Linked DNA regions of Mus musculus: region 2 is linked to region 1. Evidence: chromatin contacts called from public ChIA-PET data. All regions are on one chromosome and are shown on one strand. The core of a region is the stretch at or near the end of the contact, and the rest is flanking DNA. Distances in the headings are between cores, read along the strand shown. Region 1 overlaps Shprh (SNF2 histone linker PHD RING helicase). Region 2 has its middle 7.1 kb from the start of Gm25979.

Region 1 (4,050 bases), core at 772-3,271:
GTGCTCTTACCCACTGAGCCATCTCACCAGCCCCTATGCTATGCTCTCTTAACCATTACCAGAGCCACACTCTTCTCGCTTGAAAACAATCAGTGTTAGGTCCCGTATCCTCTTGCCCAGGCATGGAAAATGTTCAGCACACTTCTTCCATATTTTCCTAGTTTTTCTATTTCTAAAAGAATCATTCTCTAATTAATATTTTAATTTAAAAAAGAAAATAATTCTTAAATTTATTCTCTTCTTCTTTTACTCTGCAATAAAAATCTCTCAAAATCCTATTCCTATGGGCTGCACAGTAAGAGTAGGGAGCCATGGTTAAAGCAGGGACAGGCAGGTAGCAGGGGTGCACCTGCCACTGTTTACCTAGCCGTGTCACTACACAAGCTATGTAATCCTATTTGTGTTTGTTGAACTAGAGTTGAACAAAAAATCCTTATAAGTAGTTGCCTATACTGCTCCATTTAAACTGCTTTTGATAAAATAAAATTAATGGTCAAAACTCTAATAGGAAGATTTCTATTTTGACATTTTAACATATTTTGACATATTTAGCAGCAGGTAACAGCTAAGCATGTAGGTGTCTTTTCTTTTCCCAGGGCTTTGTAGCTTACTTGTGCCAGAATTTATTTAGTTCATGGCCCATCACTATTTTTTCTCTCCTTTATAATTCCATTCATGCTCATAACTCAAAAATACCATCACATGCTCCTGATGTCTAAGTGTGTGCCTCTAGCCCTGGCTTCTCTCCCTGTCTCTGAACATACATATCTTGGATAGCTAATAAAATCTCAAACATATCTAAAGCAGACCTTTGTTCTTGCCACTGAACCTGTTCTATCTCATAGTCTTCCTCCACTCAGCCAAAGGCTTTCTATCCTCTCAGCTGTCTAGGCCAAAGCCCACAGTGTTGCTCACCCACTAACCACTATGCCTACAAACACTGTCAGTTCTACTCCAGAATAAACCGAGAGCCTCAAAACTTCTCACTGGGTGCACTGCCATTACCATACAAGCTGCCTCCTACTGTCATCAGGACTACATGGCCTCCCTGCTCCCCTTACTCCCTAGCCTGCACACAGTACTCAGAATGATTGTTTCAAGGCTGAAGTGAGATGTGTCCTTCCTCTGCTCACAGCTTCCCAATTAAGGCCCAGTATGATTCCCAAGCCCCACTGAGTTTCTTTCCTACCGATTTCAGTGTAGCATCTGTGGATCCTCTTTTTCTTTCTTTTTAGCATGTTAACAAGTATAGCTCTTTATTATTAAATCGTGTAATTAAGATTTACATGGGTATACAATTTTAAAAATAATTTTAATGGTAAAGAGTGATTTAAGTTGATGGAAATTTGTTTTTACATGAATTCCAGTATATTATACACAGTTTTGTTTCTTAAATACAAAAATTCCAAAGAAGTATGCTTAGTCTATAAATCAGATCTCCAAATCTACTCTACATACACATCAAAAGAAGTCTCTGGTGTTGTTTCTTTGATTGTTTGTTTGTTTGTTTTTACTTTCACTCACACCTGAAGTATCTGCACTTACTAGATGATGTGATTTTGCTGAGACATCCACCATGTTAGGATTTAAGGATGAGTCTAAATACGATATAACAGCATAAAGATTACCAAACTGTCCTAAAGGATCCTTTTTAAAAAAACATAATAAAACAAAAACCCAGGAACACTCTTGACTTACAGATGTCACACTGATTGTTATTGTGTGCTTAGTCATTCTTTCTTAAGATATTAGTATGATTATAGTTCCAGTCTCTTTCATGCTTTGCTTAGATGTTACCTTCTCAGTGTGGCTGGCTTCCAAGTCATCTGTGTTCTTTACTATCCCACCAGCTTGAGGTTTGGTCCTAACACAATATACTCTTTACTTCCTCAATCTATTGCATACTAACTTTTGATACATTATCCTGCATACAACTAGATTAGAAGTTGCATAAGGTTATCTCAAATGCTTAAAACTACACATGGCACACAGAAAGTACCCAGCAAAAGACCACTGAAGGAAGCATGTGGAGACTGATAAACACCAACTACGTAAGTGATAATGGAATGATAAGGCACTCTGAAGGAGGAGGCTAGACTGTCACTGGAGAACAATACAAACACTAAGATAGTCTCTTGAAGAAGAAAAGAAAGGCTATATACTGGGAAGCAACAGCCTTAATGGCCTTAGCCTTCTAAGTCTAAGACAAGTCCACCTATGTTTTAAGAAAAAGCTGGTATAACAAGAGGTCAGTGTTGGGGGTGGGCAAGATGGCTCAACTAGTAAAAGTAAACGTCAACCAACAACCTGAGTTTGATCCTTAGCACTCACATGTTTACTTGTTTGTTTACTTAAGTTGTGTATGAGTGCTCTGCTGCATGCACACCTGTATGCCAGAAGAGGGCATCAGATCCCTTTATAGATTGCTGTAAACCACCATGTGGCACTGGGAATTGAACTCAGGAGGAACTCTGGAAGAGCAACCAAGTGCTCTTAACCACTAAGCTCAGTCTCTAGCCTATCACACACATTTAAAAAACCAAAGTCAGATGCAGTGTATCAGAGGCCAGTTAATCACTGAAGTTTATCAATAATCCATATTTCCGACTCTGGCATGTAAGACTTCATTTACTGCTTCTCATGTTTTACCTCAGCAGTTCCAAACTGTTCACAACCCTAGGAAATGTCAGCTTATCTGCCCTTTAATTCTACATATGCAACTCTTCCACACTTGTTTTCTAGCCTAACTTTAAAATAATCAATCCTTCAGCCTAATGTGTTTCTTCAGGACACACATTAGCATATTGTGTTTGTTCATAAAACTTTAAATTATCTTGTACTTGTACTACACAATGGCCTTTTATGTATGCTTCTAGATGGGATTGTCGTATGATTGGAATCTCCAGTACGTAGCATAATGTCTGACACAGTTTAGATGCTCAGTAAGACTAAGTAAGTACTTAGTGTGTGGTCATGTGTGCTTGTGTATCTGTATGTCTTCAAACATTCAAGGCCTCTAATACTCCTAAAAAAATAAGTAAGAAACTGAGTTACAGATACAATCTGGTATTTGAATAAAGAAAGTACCTATCACATAAAAATGACTATTGGTTCAGATACTGCACTAAATCAAACTATTTTTAACTACACAGACTTCTTGGGTCATTCACTGTGTGGGTGCACGTGCCACAGAACATGCAGACATGTAACAACGTGGAAATGTGATGGGCTATAGTTAAAATACATACTAAATATAATATATAAAATTATTTTCAGACTATGTATGAGGTAAAAGAATCATAAATCAATCTTATATTTAAATATAGACCCTTTCCTCAAACAGTCCAGGATGTAAAAACACCAGCCAACCAAACAAACAAATCCCCCAAAGAACAAAAAGCAAAACCAAAAAACCCTAAACAATTTCTGGTTCCAAACATTTTAGGTGAGGGAGACAGAATGTGTACTTAAAAATCAGACAGGGTATGGTAAACATAAATAAAGAATTTAAATGTTGAATTAGTTTCTCATAACCTGAAGGAAGGTGACAAATGCCAATTTCCATCCTTACTTGGTCTGTCCAATTCGGTGCACTCTCCCAATGGCCTGCAGCTCATGGGCAGGGTTCAGTATGGGCTCCACCAGGAGGACATGGGTGGCTTCAATGATAGTTAATCCATTAGAGCCTGTGTGCAGGGGCAGCAGCAGAATATTGATGTGGGGATCGTATTTAAACGCTGAGAGGTTCTCCTGAAAGAAGAAAGGTACATTTGAACTTTAGCTGGATGGATTAGAATCAGAGCACTTACGTTACAGCTCAAGATGAACATGGTAGTGAAGATTAAATGCTAATCCACCAATTTTAGGAACTGGAATGTTGTTGTTTTTCCTGATTTTGAAGAGAATCATACGAACACTTTTGCTTTTATAGCATGTAGTGGAAACTACATCATAGATATATGTGATACATGACAACTGAACTGTATGAGAGTAGAGAAAGATGAGGGAAAGGAAAACTATGCAAAGCTCATGTGAGGTAAGATAGTAAGC
Region 2 (4,181 bases), core at 696-3,195, 110 kb before region 1:
GAGTCTGAACCCAAGATCTGGTCTCTCACAGGACTAACACACACTCCATGATCTCCTAAAGTTACCAAACGTATTAGGTGCTAAGTAAATGAAATGGCTTTTAGAAAGTAAATACCTTTGTAGGGCAAATATGTTTTCTTATTAGAAAATATGATTTATTCTCCCTCTGAGAATATGGTTAATTTATTTCAAAATGTTTAACTATCAGATAACTGTTCATGAATTCTAACATAGCTACATCAACATCAACTCTGACACAATCACTTCAGGGCCACTAACACACCTGAATCTAACAGCCTCACAGTTTAATTAATTTTACATGTTTGAGGTGTGGTGGCAAATGATTCTATAAATGTGACTAGAAATGTTTCCACAAAATATGTAAATACACAATTTCATTTCAACACATCAGTGCCTTTAATAGTCAATTTAATGTACTTAGTTAGTATTATGGCTAGACGTTCAAAGAAAGAACTTAGACTACAGGTTACAAGAGGCAGACTCCTGAGTTCCTGTTGTAGTTGCCAATTCCTCTCTTCTCTAATCAACTCTGCAGTGGCTACCTGCCCCAATTTTCTGGGTTACAGAATGACAGAATGAAACACACACACACACACCCCACATAGCCTTATATTTTAATATGCCTTAGACAGCTTACTTCTTAAGCTCCACGAAGCTAGCACACTCCCCTCCAATATTCCTGAGTTATTACTTACTACATACAATCTCCATTCCATCTTTGCTGCCCCAGCTCCAGCCCTGCAGCCCTCCTCAGCTCTCTCGTTATTGATGCTCTCTCCTCAGCTCTCTCGTTATTGATGCTCTCTCCTCTGCGCCTCTCAGGCTTGCCCTTTACTGCTGTCATGGCAAGGCAGCTCTCCCTTCCTGCCTTTTCTTGAGTCCCTTGCCCAGGAATCCTAAAGTTCCCTCGACGCTTTGTCTCCCTGCCCAGCCATTGGCCTCTGGCAACTTTATTTACCAATCAAAACTAACTGGGGGGCAGGGTCCCTCAGCCCCTACATGCAGATGTGAAGGTTCCTGTGTAATTTGGGGGACGTGATTAACATAAGTAGCATTAGACCAAATCCACAATGCCTTCCAGCCGCACTGTCTGCTATATTAGGAAACAGACTCACATGAAAGTTTATTATTTGTTTTCATCTGTTAACTGAGTTTCCTAAAACTGAAGGATTAACAGAGATACAGTCCCCTCAACATTAATGCTTTTCCTCCTTAACTGAAGGACTGCAGGATAACATCAAGAGTTCAATTCAAGAGACACCTAACAGTCACATGCATAACATAGTAACATGCATAGCCTATTAGTAAGAAGAGTAATTTCTTCAAGAACATAAGCCTCCTGAGGATGCAGCTCAGCTGGACCGCCGTTACCTACTGCATATATCTGGCTTCCGTACCCCACACCACAGAAACTGCACACTGTTATGAATTCCTGTAATTCCAGAACTAGAGGAAGTTCAGGGATATCCATGGTGGCACATACTGAACTCAAGGCCCACCTGAGTTACATAAGAGCCTGTATCAAAAGTTGGAAGGGGGGAAGGAAAGAAGGAGGGAGGCACAGAGGGAAGAAGAGAGGGAAATAGGAAAGGAGGAAGAGAGGAAGGAAGGAAATAAGAGAGAGACAGACCTAGTATTTTGTTTCCATGGACAATATAGACACAGAGTGCTTTGTGTAGAGTATTTTCTGCTACTCTTTGGAGGCAACAGTTCCATATTTAAATAGCATTTTAAGCCCCGCTCTTTTTAAGAAGACATTCTAAGAAGTAGTATTTGTGCTGAGGTAGTACTATAGGTTTTGAGACTGCCTTCTTTCCAACTCACACCCACCTAAAACAGGAAGTGCACATTTAGCTGCAGCTCGAGCCATATGCTCAGCAGGGAGTTTCCTCACTCATGTGTTGGTTTATCTTTTAGGCACACAGCCTCCCTGGAGCCTAGTAGTCAGTGGGTAGTAGTAGATCAGCTCAGTTACATTATCACATCCTATAAGCCATGCCTGCATCTTTTAGCTCATATCTCACTGGAGAAGGCAGAGGAACAGTAGAGCTCTATATAAAACAGAGGCAGCATCACAGGCAGACCTTTCAAAGAGCCAAAGTAGGTTCTATTGGGTCTAAGAGTGGTGATGGTGCCCCAGCAACCCTAACTGCTGAAAGGCTGGCAGCCTCTGGTCTCTTCTCTGCCCTTCTGCCACAAAGTGTAACTCAGTTCTTATCTCCTTCACCTTCCATTGCTCTTTCTGTGCCCAACTTTTTATTGAGGGTCACTCAACCAAAGTCATGGAAAATACGCATCTGACTGCCTTTCCTGCTATAATCCAATGCAGTTACCACTGACAGAACCCTCCAGCCATACTCCCTCATAGGCCAAGCCACACTTCCTCAAAGAACACTAGTGACTACATGCACGGCCTACCCAAACTGATCTGCATCTCATTAGGATGCGTGGAGACAAATTGAGACTTACTTTACAATTAATTGATCTATACCTTTCAGAAATTCAATACCATGACAGACAAAGGCCAAAGGAGTCTTCCAACATAAAGGGGAAAAAGGCTTGACAAAAATGAAGTTCATGACCCTAAATTGGACCCTGAACCAGGGGAAAAAGAAGGGTGGACTAAAGGACATTCCTGGACCTACTAGCAAAAGTGAAAAAGGACTATTGATTATTGTATTTATGACCAGTTTCTTAATTTTAATGATTATATATCATTCATGCAAGAGAACATAGCTTTTTACTATCAGGAAATTTTCAATGAAAAATTTAGACTAAACTCTCCTCAAATCACTTTACAATCATAAAACACTTGGTACGTAATGTTAATATAATATATAACATGGAGACAGTATAGAAATGATCAGGATGAACAGAGAGGCTAAAAGTTCGATAGACTAAAAAGACAGACCAATAGAAATTCAAGTGGCTGGGCATCAGGCCGCGAGGTCGTGCTGAACTGAAGCTCCAGGCATGGTCAAGCTTTTTCTAACCCTTCACCCCTTGCACATGTATACAGTGGTCAGGTGGCAGATGAATACAGACACTACCGCCACACTCTCGGGAGTGCCTTTCTTTATCTTATCTCATGTGGCCCAAGTGAAAGGTTTCATCTTTGTTCTGGTATATTGATAAGCTCATTAGCCTGAATTTCCTGATAAAGTTTAAATGCAAGCCGCGTGCCCATGTGTTCCCAATTTACTACAGTAAGCACACAAGGAAGTTTTCAAACAGTTCACTCTAGGCAGGTTGTGCAGAAATAAATGGTATGCAGTCATTTTTCATTCTTAAGCAAAAAATAACCAACTACTTTTTAGTGAATTTGAGTCCTCCAGGGTGAGATGCATGCAGAGAGCCAGTGTGTTATTTACAGTAACTGGAAACAGGGCAGTAACTTAGGGCATAGACGCTTAGAACTGAACAGTTAATTCCATGCAGTAGATCTGCCTATAACTTATGTCAAAAGTCTTTGTTTTGTTTTGAGCTTTTCTTTCATCTTTTCTCTAAGTTTAAAATTGAAATGAAAAGAGAGAACAAAAATTATATTGAGCATTTACAATGGTGGGGGTCAGGATTAAAGTATGGCTCAGTTATGTATAATCGACCAGAGACAGAGAGAGAGGTGGGGGGCAGCACAATTATATAAATAAGTCCTTGCCAAATTTTTAAACTGGGACTTGGTGGCACAGATTTGTATACTCCCAGCTACTCAGGAGGCTGAGGCAGGAGGATCATCAAGACCAGTTCTAAGCTATAGAGTGAGTTCAAGGCTAGCCTGAGCAACTTAACTAGGCCCATTTCAAAATAGAAGCATTTTCAAGGCTAAAGACGAATCTCAGTGCTAGGGCATTTGCCTAGTTTGAGCAGAGCCATAGATTCAATCCCTAATACCACCTAAAAATGATTTTTTTATTCAAATCCGATGAATGAGATTCATACATGTGAAAATTTTAGCAAATAAACAGAAGAAAAATACAAAGAAGCTCATTCCAAGGCTTCATATCAATTCTAAACATGGGGCATGCACAGAGCACTAACAGTAGTTATGTGTTTGATAACACTAATTGTATTGGTTTCCCAGGGTTTCTATAATTAATGCAAATGAGAGACACATTCTCTAACAGTTCCAGAGGCCAGAAGTCAGTACTCCAGGCAGAGCT

Evidence for each region. ChIA-PET counts read pairs in DNA pulled down with a chosen protein or histone mark.
Region 2: an SMC1A ChIA-PET map of the G1E-ER4 cell line shows a contact between it and region 1, with 9 read pairs. The contact joins two enhancer-like sites. A contact is called at or near these places in 1 of 15 datasets of contacts at CTCF or cohesin (the G1E-ER4 cell line) and 2 of 9 other capture datasets (adipose tissue and pancreatic islet).

What each region holds. Positions count from the first base shown.
Region 1 is chr10:11,206,797-11,210,846 of GRCm38.p6, reverse strand. It overlaps Shprh (SNF2 histone linker PHD RING helicase), which reads right to left. Exons shown (of 30, transcript NM_001077707.1): 28 at 3,572-3,750. Among named protein-coding and RNA genes, the nearest start is that of Shprh, 59 kb to the right of the region's middle. Within about 2 kb of position 2,021, at least 3 of the 459 cell types and tissues checked have an H3K27ac peak or open chromatin away from gene starts, as enhancers often do. A contact at or near this core is called in the G1E-ER4 cell line, where this site is marked.
Region 2 is chr10:11,321,470-11,325,650 of GRCm38.p6, reverse strand. No RefSeq gene overlaps it. Among named protein-coding and RNA genes, the nearest start is that of Gm25979, 7.1 kb to the left of the region's middle. Within about 2 kb of position 1,945, at least 28 of the 459 cell types and tissues checked have an H3K27ac peak or open chromatin away from gene starts, as enhancers often do. A contact at or near this core is called in the G1E-ER4 cell line, where this site is marked.